Linked DNA regions of Anser cygnoides: region 1 is linked to region 2. The links are chromatin contacts, called in public Hi-C maps. All regions are on one chromosome and are shown on one strand. The core of a region is the stretch at or near the end of the contact, and the rest is flanking DNA. Distances in the headings are between cores, read along the strand shown.

What was found. Hi-C and Micro-C count contacts between places; a contact is called where the count stands out from the background.
Region 1: a contact with region 2 is called in a Hi-C map of liver, with 4 times the contacts expected there. The contact joins the promoter of PEDS1 here to the enhancer-like site in region 2. A contact is called at or near these places in 4 of 7 Hi-C or Micro-C datasets (granulosa cells and liver).

The regions. Positions count from the first base shown.
Region 1 is chr16:8,718,272-8,723,502 of Taihu_goose_T2T_genome, forward strand. It overlaps PEDS1 (plasmanylethanolamine desaturase 1), which reads left to right and starts at 3,262. Exons shown (of 6, transcript XM_066978150.1): 1 at 3,262-3,509. The coding sequence starts at 3,290.
Region 2 is chr16:8,616,965-8,622,053 of Taihu_goose_T2T_genome, forward strand. No RefSeq gene overlaps it. Among named protein-coding and RNA genes, the nearest start is that of PTPN1, 71 kb to the left of the region's middle. Within about 2 kb of position 2,052, at least 2 of the 3 cell types and tissues checked have open chromatin away from gene starts, as enhancers often do. A contact at or near this core is called in liver, where this site is marked.

The sequences.
Region 1 (5,231 bases), core at 2,012-4,511, 100 kb after region 2:
AAGCCTGGAACCGAGGGCTGCCGGACCAGGCCTCACCTGTACCCGGGAAGCCAGCGGCCCGGCCCGGTCGCTAGGTGGCGGTAAGAGCACGGGCACAGCCCAAAGCCCAAGGCCCAAGGCCCGGGCTCGTACCGCCACCTAGCGACCGGGCCGGGCCGGGCACAGCGGGGCCACATCGCCCCTCAGGCCGGCCGGGGCCGTGTCCTTGGTCGGACAGAGGGGCTGCCATGGCAGCCTGAGAGGAAGGAAGCCGGCAGGATGCCTGGCGAGGCCGGGGTGCTGGCCCCTCACGACGGTGGTCAGAAAGTCCCTCCAAGCCTTCTCACGGCTTGTTGCAGTGAGAGGCGATCCATCATGACGTGGTTCGTGTCTGTGTTGCTGGTCTCCTTTCAAAAAAAACCACAATACAACCCTTTAAGTCTCTGTACTTTCAGAGAGGGCCAAAAACAACCCTTTAAGTCTCTTTATTCTTTCAGATATGGCCACTTCTTCACTGGACTCCCTGCACATGGTTTGTCAGCATGGTGAGTTGAATCCCCTGGGTTTCGAGCCCTGCCGTAGCTGGGCACACACTGTTCTTTGTCGTCTGGAGCTGTGTCTTGACAGACTTTTCAAAGCTGGGGAGAACTTGTCCCTGCTGCCTGTTCCCTGTGTGTCCCCAGTACCACCAGGACCTGGCAGGTCGCTCTTGTTCAGGATACCTGCGCACAGCAGGGGCCTTTCACAGTATGGAGCAGGGAGCTGAATACAAACAGCACTGCAGGGGCTTGGCTATAGGCTACCCTTAAATAAACCAGCCCGGGATTTAGCTCTTTCATAGGCCTCTTTATGGTAATATGGTCTATGATGTGCTGCCAATACAGTCTTCATCTTCTCCAAATAGCGTCAAGATTTTACTGCATAATTACCTTCTTAATACAGATTTCTGTTCAGAGTCTCAACAATGTTGTCCTAACTATACTGCTACTGTACCATGTCACCAATATGCTGTCTGATGCATCACTTTAATTCACTTTATTTTTCTGTATTTCAAAAAGGCATTGGACTCATGCAGTGCTGAATCCTCATGGCTTCCCCCCCTTTCGTGGGACACAGTCATAATAACTGTACCAAGTCTGGGAGGTTCACCTGAGTCTATGAACTAACCTACCATTTCTCCCACCTCCTCAGGTAATGTTAGAGGAAAGAATGTTCTTCAAATGTGTCCCGAGCATTGGTCTGTCACTAAGAAAGAACCAATCCCTTTCCCCAGTTGTCTTCTGCCTTGTCACAATGAACTGAGATTAAAATGGGCTGCAACAGCACCTTTTTTCTGATGCTAGGTTTCACTCTGAGAAGTTACACTGACATTATTATGCAGCTTTACTCTGGCAGATACCAAGACAAAACTAAAAACCATTTTCCAGGAGAACATTATTACACATTCAAAGCGAAAGCTTGCTAGCAATTTGCTGCTTTTTTCATACTGACAGTCCTATTGCCTTGACAAAACAAGATGATTAACAAATGTTGAAGGTATCTTGGCAAACCCTCCCAAGAACCGCACCTCATATAAAACATAGATATCTTACATCTAGCTTACACGTTTGTAGTGGAGGCATATGGTTACATATCTGAAAACACATTTAAAGGTGCCATATCCTACTGAATCAACATTAATTCTTTCACATTTATACCACTTCCACACTAACATTATCGAGGTCACTGTGACCCTAGCAGTATTGTAGAAAGATCCTTAGCATCAGAGCAGCCTAACCTCGTAAATGTCTAATGAAAACATCAGTATCCCTTGATGCCAGACTGTTCCCATCACTCAGTCTAAACACAGCCCAGTCCAACAAATTGAGGCACCCGAAGCTAATGCCTTTTAATTGGTTTATTACGCAATTAATAGAAAGCACAGAGAAATCCTCCCTCAGACAAATACCTTCTTTTGTCAGCAGCAAACCATCACTTATAGTTTCCAGAACTTTTGATACAGTAAAAGGACTCATTGAATTCCTGAGCCATCTTTGCATTAAGAACTGATAATTTGAGCATATGTTTCCACCTAATTATTAATCAACCTGTGATCCTTCAAACAGCATGGCAAAGTCTGGGAGGCTCTTAACCTGCTCCGGAAACAGTAATTCTGGCGCACTGCTAAGTGACAATGTGGAGCAGTTCCTTGATGGTCACGTTTGTTGGGTTTTGTGAAGTTCCAGGACAGAACAGCCTGGTCACAAGCAGCGTTTCTCTCCTGCTGCCTGGAGGGGAGCCCACATGCCCCCCCCGAGGGAACAGGAGCCACATTTCCCCTGGTGGGTGTGATTTGCTGTTGGGCAGCCGTCAGCGTGGGACACAAGCCCCAGGCCCAGCCAGCACCAGCCCAGGTTGTGCTTTCCCACCACGTGTGCCTTGCTGTCAAAGTGTGGAGAAGTGTCTCATCCCTCATGGTGCATCGTCTGCAGACACATAACCTTTGAGTTAGACAGACGTCTGGCTCAGCATTTTGCCCTCTGTAAATGAATCTGTTCTTAATTGTTTAAATAGTCTGCATAATTATTTGAAACACTTCTATTTTTAAAGCCATTTTATTTGATCATCAAATAAATATGTTTTAAAAAATTAACAGGCATGCTGCAGTACTTAAACATCGCTTGGGGCTTGTTTATCTGTCTTCTTGTGCCATGCTGGAATGTGTTTGTTGGGGCCCAGTGAGTACCTCCGTGAGTGTCTGCTATGGCACACAGGCCGGATTACCAAATAAAAGGACCGAAATTAATGTTACTGGCAGGAAAACAACATTATTGGCACGACCGCAGTCTGGGCGCCCCAAGGAGCAGAAGGACTTCCAGGGAAGCAATCAGGGCTGCACCCGCTGACGGCCACGCGCCTCCCCGCCCCGCCTGGCGCTGGGTGGCGGCACCTCGGCGGGCAGCACCGGGCCCCGGCGCAGCCAGGGGGCGGGAGGGCCTGTGGGGACCGGGGACAAGGGGACGGGGGACAGGGGGACAAAGGGACAGACAGAGCGACAAGGGGCCGAGGGACATGGGGACAGACGGACAGGGGTCACGGACCAGCGCCCCGCCCTGCCGCCCTCCCGCCGCCCTCCCTCCTCCAGCCGCTCCCTCAGGGCAGCCCCTCCCCTGCCGCCACCCCATTGGCTGCCCCGCTCCGTGCCGCGCTCCCCATTGGCTCTCAGCTCGCTCGGCGGCGCCGCCGATAGGCGGGAGGCAGCGGCGGGGCGGGGCCGCCCCTTCCCCCCTCCCCTCCCTCCCCTCCCTCCACCTCCCGGCCCCATTTCCCGATGCTGCCGCCGGGCGCCTCGGCGGGGCCTGGCCGCCCCTCGCCGCCCGCCGCCCCCGGGGAGCGGCCCCGCGGCCGGGACATGGCGGGCGGCCCCGGAACGGCCCCGCAGCGCCTCCCGCCCGGGGAGCACGAGCAGGAGGCCGAGCCCGAGGGCGGCAGCCGGCGGTGGGGAGCGCAGCACGCCGGGGCCCGCGAGCTGGCCGAGCTCTACTCGCCGGGTGAGGGCCGGGGGCTGGGGAGGCGGCGGGGCTGGGGGGGTTGCGAGGGGGTTTGGGGGCGGCGGGGCTGGGGGGTGCCGGTGTGGAGCTGAGGTGGGTGCCCGGGGTGCTGGCCCTGCTGGGAGGCGCCTCACGGGAAGGGCCCGCATGGACCTGGGAGGGGTGTGCTAGCCGCGAGCCGCTGGGGGTTCGAGCCGGGATCTGTCCGTCATGTTCTTGGTATCGTTATTATTGCTATTATTATCTAATTATTATTATTGCTATAAAGGTAGGCTTTCTGTCCAAAGGTAGGTGAAGGGGGCTGGTCGCAAAGCAAGGGAACAACCGAAGCTTCCCCTTCAGAATGTGCCATGAGGGGCTCCGGGGTGCCCGCTGCAGGCCCTCAGGAGGGACGCTGGGGTTCTGGGTCGGGTCCTGCCCTGGGGCAGCCCGTCGTTTGACAGAGCCCAGCAGAGTGACAGCGGCTGGCGAGTAATTCTCTCAGCCCATAGCTCGAGAGATGCAGGGTGTTCGCCGTGAGCTCCTTCGCATGTGCAGGCTCAGAAGCGGGGAGAAGTGTCACAGCGCTCGGTGCTGCGTACCTGCAGTTCCCAGCTGGACGGCCTAGCTCGCACATTCAGAGCGGGAAGCAGGAGTTTTTACTTGCACAGAGCCAAGTAATGATAAGAAAACACGCATTCGTTAACTTGTCAGTTCTCTAGACTGTTCAGGGCAAGTCTGTGCCCATTCCGGCTTGTTTTGGTTACATCATCCGTGCCTTGGGAGAAGGCGCTGGGTGACCTTTTTCAGCCGTTGGTGGTGATCGCTTCTCTGTAAAGCCCAGGAATCGGTCACCAATGTAACCTGTTCACTCTGCTCCTGCTCATAAAGATTTCCCTCCCCAAGCAACCTGCTATCCTTCGTTTACCTGCAGATGGAAGTTTCTGGGAAGTCTGTGGAGTAGTGAGTGTGTGTGTGTAGGGATGTCTAGCAGAAGAGACTTGTGGTAATGTTTTAGATGTGCAAATTTCTCCTGTCATTACATAAATAAGTTATGTAAACAGTGTCAGGACACGTTATGGCAGAAGCATGTGATGGTAAACTACTGAATTCTTAATAGCGCAGATTACATACAACTGTGCCGAGTGAATATGGCTGTGGAGTATTTCCACGATTTCTTTGAGCGTGTACTTCCTGGGTTTGGCACCTTATGCCTTCCTGTGGGCCGTATGTTTAAATTTGAGTACTTTTTAAACACAAGTTACTGGTCTTCTGGCCTTCTGTCCTTTGACTGCTTCGTCTCCCAGTCTGTCCAGAGCTGGAGCTGTGTTTCTGGACTCAGGTGTCTTTGGACGGGTGGTCTTGGGATCCCCACGTTCAGAGTACGGGCAGTGTTTGCACAGACTGAGCTCGTGGGACTTGCTGGTGAGGAGCCCAGTGCTTCCTTGCAGTTAGCTAATTGTTCCGTGAGGACCTACCCATTTAACTCCTCTAATCAGGGTGTGGTTTTCTTAGGCTGGAAGTGAGTGTTAATTAATTCTTCCTTTCATTACCCCAGGGATCTCTTTATAGAATCTCGCACAGTGTGACCTGATGCTGTATTGAAATACACTTGTTCTTCGTGTGCCTTAGTGTTAGGATTCTCTCCTCTGCTACTCCAGAGGACATTAGATTCTGTATTTGTGGCCTTCCTAGAACAGATCTCCGAACAGTAGGAGTCTTTGTTCAGGCTTCTTTAAAAGC
Region 2 (5,089 bases), core at 802-3,301:
TCATAACAATAAATTTCTCAGCAAAACTAATCAGCAGAGACCCAGATCTTCAAGGATCAGTGGGAAAGGGGGTGCTATCCCAAACTTGTCTTCACCCTTAGAATGCTCTTCTTGCTCCCGAAAATACATAGCCTTGCCCATATTTCTTCCATGGTCTAGTAAAGAGATTTTCGGAAGTAGATACTTGTCTGAAATACCAGAAAAACAACAACCTAATGCTGCCTATTTTATATCATTTAACTTATTTTAACATTAGTGAGAAGTGAGAGCTGGAAAGCCAAGCAGATTGTGCTGTAGTCAGAGGAGTGGATGTTATATTGGTAGTCAGTGCCCCTGGCAAGATCTCTTGTGCTGGGTGCTGAACAACCAAATGCAGAAAAGAGACAATCTGTGCCATGGGGGCTTCTAAATACAGCAAAGAAGAGGGCACAAAAAATTCCTAGGTGCTCTTCTGTGTTACATCTATAAGAAAACTGTAGGTCTTGAGTTAACCAAAAGATAGGAAAAGAAGGAATGAAAACAGAAGACAAGGAAAGAACAGGAGAGGGCAGTGGTGGCATTTTCCCTAACAGGAGGAGATCCTGAGATCAAGCTGGAGTCAAATGCTGTACCCAAACTGGCAAATCAGTGCTTGCAGTGTTGATGAGAAGCTATTCTGAAGAATTATCCCTGATGTTATAAGACCTGTGAGTAGTGATGTTTTCTAGTGTTCACCTCCCACTGTCCCAAACGATTCCATGTTTCATACTTGCTAAGCAAACCACCCGTACTTCTAAAATTATAGATGATTAATAATAGTAATTGCTAACAATATGAGATATCTTGACATCTTAGTAGTGCACAGAAAAAAATGAGTCTTTAGCTTCTCATTCCTTGAACTGGAAGAAAGGTCAGAAGGGAAGAAAATTGCAAAGAAAAGGAAGACCAGGAAGTGTTACTGCTGAGGAGTAGAAGGCACAATGAAACGGGGCTAGAAGAGCTGATGTTCTGTGGGATCCCTGTTCTGGAGTTAGGGCACTGCACTGGGGTGGTGTCTGTTTTGCTCTCTGGGGACACTTCGGTTGTATTCCAGAAACTGACGTTCTTTATAGTTTTGAACCCACATTTTAAGAGAGGCTTTAATCAATCACTTGTGAGGAGGTCATGTGAACTATTGTTTGTAAATAACTGAAACACGAAAAAATGTGACTGTGTGCTGCATTGGGAAGCGTATCCTTGCCCACCAGTGAGAACGGAGAGAGAAGGGCACAGTCAGGAGAGCTCCATCCGCCACAAAGCTCCTGAGACACCTCTACGGGGTTGGACTGGATTGTGGTCTTTTCTGATCGGGTTCTTGCTGCCAGGAGTTGAGTCTATTTCCAGTTGTGAAGAAGCACAGGGGCAAACACTGCATGACTGGGAATTGCTGTTTGCAGTCCAGGAAGGGAGGCAGGCTCTGATGAAGATGGTCATGCCGGCGCTGGGCAAATACTGCTTGAAAAAAAGCCCCTGTCTCAAGAGCTTACATTTCAAAGGAAAAGGAACAAACACATGTTAGAACAAATATATGCTAGCTTTCCAAACAAGATGACACAAGTGAGATTCTAAAAACAGGCAAAAGATTTTGTTCTCTGAAAAAGCAGAAGGAAAACTGGCTAGCTAATCCCAGCAGAGGGAGACTGCAGAGGGGGGACGGAGGGAATGGAGAACATTCCAGCCCATTTGTTGATGACTAACATACTTTAAAACAACAGGCTGCTTTTTAAACTTAGAAGGTGACTTGCTGAGTGGTTATTCACTGTTCACTCCCTGGTCTTGATAAGAGCTCCCACAGGACATTCAGTTCTTTCCAGCTTCTCCCGCATGGGTTTATCTGTGAACATCAGTACAAAGCAAAGGGGAAAGAGGCCAAGCAGGTTTGTTTAATCTCTGCTGTGACTAATAATGGTGTGCAGGGCTGGCTGCTCTTTAATGCAGCTTGATATAACTAATCTGACCGGCCTTTTGAGCATCTTCCTATGGGGTGCCATGTTGATAATTACCGTAGGACAACCAATGATTTTAAGAGCAAGACTCAAATTAAATTCATTTCCACATAGCTGGGAAACCCAGAGGTCTGGGAGAACATCGCCAGGCATATCACAGAAACTTTGGCTCTGGATTTGCTGAGGCCATGCAGAACTCTACTTTCTTTGGCAATGGTAGAATTTAAAAAGACCGATTCTGGCACGATTTCCTTGTTCAAGGTCTGTTCTATTGAGTTTGATTCAAGCTGGCCTGCTACAAATGAGGGGTTGGAGCAGATGACCTCCTGAGGTCTCTTCCAACCTAAATTATTGTATAATTCTATAATTCATATTTGTATGCTATTTGCATTATATTTCATGAAATTAATAATTGTTTACTATTAGTGCCATATGTGTGCATCTTTAAGCCCTATAGAGATCATTTAACCTGTATTAATGGTGTCACTTTTCTGGGATTCAAAGGTCCCACAGACCTTTTGAAAACTAATAAGGCAGCTTCATCACACTGATCAGAATCAAATTCTTTTGACTTGTGTTTACTCCCAATATTTGCTTGTTAAATATACCTAGTAATAAACATTTTGGAGGATGGGCATTGTATTCCATATGAAATGTAGTGTTGGGCTCTACAGCACTACTACAGTACAAATAATAAGGATGTGTGTACATTTTTAACTCTTACCTGGTGTAAACTGAGTAAAAATGAGTGAAAGCGGGATGATCAAGGATCAGGCCAGAAGCTAGAGACTGAGGAGCTGGGAACAGAAGCCAAACTGGCTGACCATTTCATGTCTCGGCCCCTGAACTGCAACGCAACCTCTCCTCTTCCTCTTTGGTCTCAGAAATGAAAACATTACTGCAAGTGGAATGAAAGCAAAATGCTTGACTGCTATGCTAGAGCAGCTAAGGAGAAACTTTCAGACATACAGGCTTACCATGGACAGCTTGGGATGTTGACTCAAGCGCCTTCTCCGAAGTGCCATGTTATGAGATTGTTCTTGTTGCCTTAACAGCTTTGTTCTATAGTTGGGGTTTTTGTCTGCTGCTCCCATGTTCGACAGCCATAGGATCAGACTGTACAAGTGGCTGTCAGCCTTCTAATTTTCAGCTTTCATTTACTAGTAGTCAGTTGATGTCTGTTTGCTCTTGCACCAGCAGTAATGTTTAGCTTAAACTGCTCACTATCTTCATTTCCTGTTTTCCCCTTGATGTATTTATAGAAATCTTATACTTTTTCACTCTTCGTTTTGCTAAGCTCACTGACCTTCTTTCTCGTATCACTCTCTTCTCACTGAGGGACAATTCACCTTTATTATTTCTGAAGGGGACCTGAGGGACTGGAAGTACACTACTTGAGCTTGTGGTAAATAATACATCCATGCAGTAACGCAGGGAGAAACCAAATGTTCTACAGAGTAAGGCCTAACGATTCGTGTCTTACAAATGGGCAACTGCGTAGCATTTTATGATTGGAACAGGAACACATGGAGTATGCCTTAAGTGCATTGCAGCCTGCTGAAGGGCGGGGAGCGGGTGGCAGAGGCACTCTGCAGGGCTCCAGAAAGGCAGTCTTTGTGCTCTGTGTCCGCAGACGTTGTTCTGTGACACACTGCTGCTCGCCGCGAGGCCCGTTTCGCGAATGGGGATCTGGCCACGGGTGCGGTGGCCTAACCACATGCTGAGGAAGATGAGGTCGCAGGATCAACTTCTGCACATTTCGTGTTATTGTTTTTTTAAGGTTGAACTCTCCCAGCCACATGAAGAACTAGCAATTTTCACCTTAGGAGAGAAAATATTGAACACATAAGCCATAAAAACTCAAAACTGGAGAGGCAGTGAAAGGACTCCAGCATTTTCCCTGGTTGTGCTCCCAGCTGGTTACCCAGGGGGGCAGGCACAGGTGAGCCTGGCTGCCCGGATGGTGCCCTGCGGTGCTGACGGGACAACCTGTCCTTCGGTGCATCACGCTGCGGTGGGGCATGGAGAGACTGTCTCAAGGAGGAGAGTGGTGCTTATTGATTGGGAATCACTGACCCACATTCCTTGTTGGATAAGTTACCCAGAACGTATCAAGGCCTAGTTTGACAGCAGCAGCAGCTTGCACTTATCAGGCTAGAAACGGAATTGAGCTCTTACAGAGCTACTTAAATTTTTAGGCTTTGGACAAGTGTATCCCCTTCCTGTTGAAAAATGTAATAATGATATTTTTAACTTGCCCTGATGTTATATGTGTTTGTCCTTTCACTACTTTGATGCACAGCAAAAACACATTTTAAAGTACCACGTACGTTGTGCTTGCCAGCTGACGAGGTTTGTTGGGATGTTGCAGTCCGAGTTACGTTTTTCATTGGCTCTCTATTCTTTCAGTCAGTACCCAGAGAGAAGAGCAGTGGGACCTGCCCTTGCAACTTAAATTCAATTTGATTAATAGTGATTAATAATTAAGATGTTTGGTTATTTTGGTCTGGCTTGAATTCAGATTCTTGGTCACTCCCAGCAGTGGGAGGGCTACCTCAGCCAAAAAAAATCCATGCCTAGATTTTTACTTTCGGGAAGTTCAGGGTTTTGAGATCCAAAATTAGGTTTTCAGTTTGTGCCAAGAGAGAATCAGGCACTAGATTAAGAATTTGGATGCTTTCCCTCACAAAAATTTCTGGGAGTTGTGTGTCAGGTCCAGGGTTTCAGATGTATTCCCACTGTAACTTCAGAGCTGGAGTCATGTCTTATCTTCTATTGCAGAGATATGATGAAAAAAATGGGCTCGAAGGGGCAGGGAAAAAAAGGGGAAAAAAATAAGAAGGGAAAAATAAGATCCTGGAAAAATGGAAAAAGTGGCAAGTCCCATGGGTAAATGGGGAATTGAACTCAAGGCCACCACGATGCAGTTGAGGGATCAGATAAGAAACATCGCTTTGTGTAAAAGTGTATCATTTTCATTGTTCTCAATGGCTCTCCCAGACAGTTCGGGTCAAGGGGTTATTTTTAAACTAACCATTGATTCATACAAGATGCTCGATTATGAAATGTTGGAATCTTCTACCAGCAAGGGAAAAACCTCCCCGGTGAGTGACTGTCTGGAAACC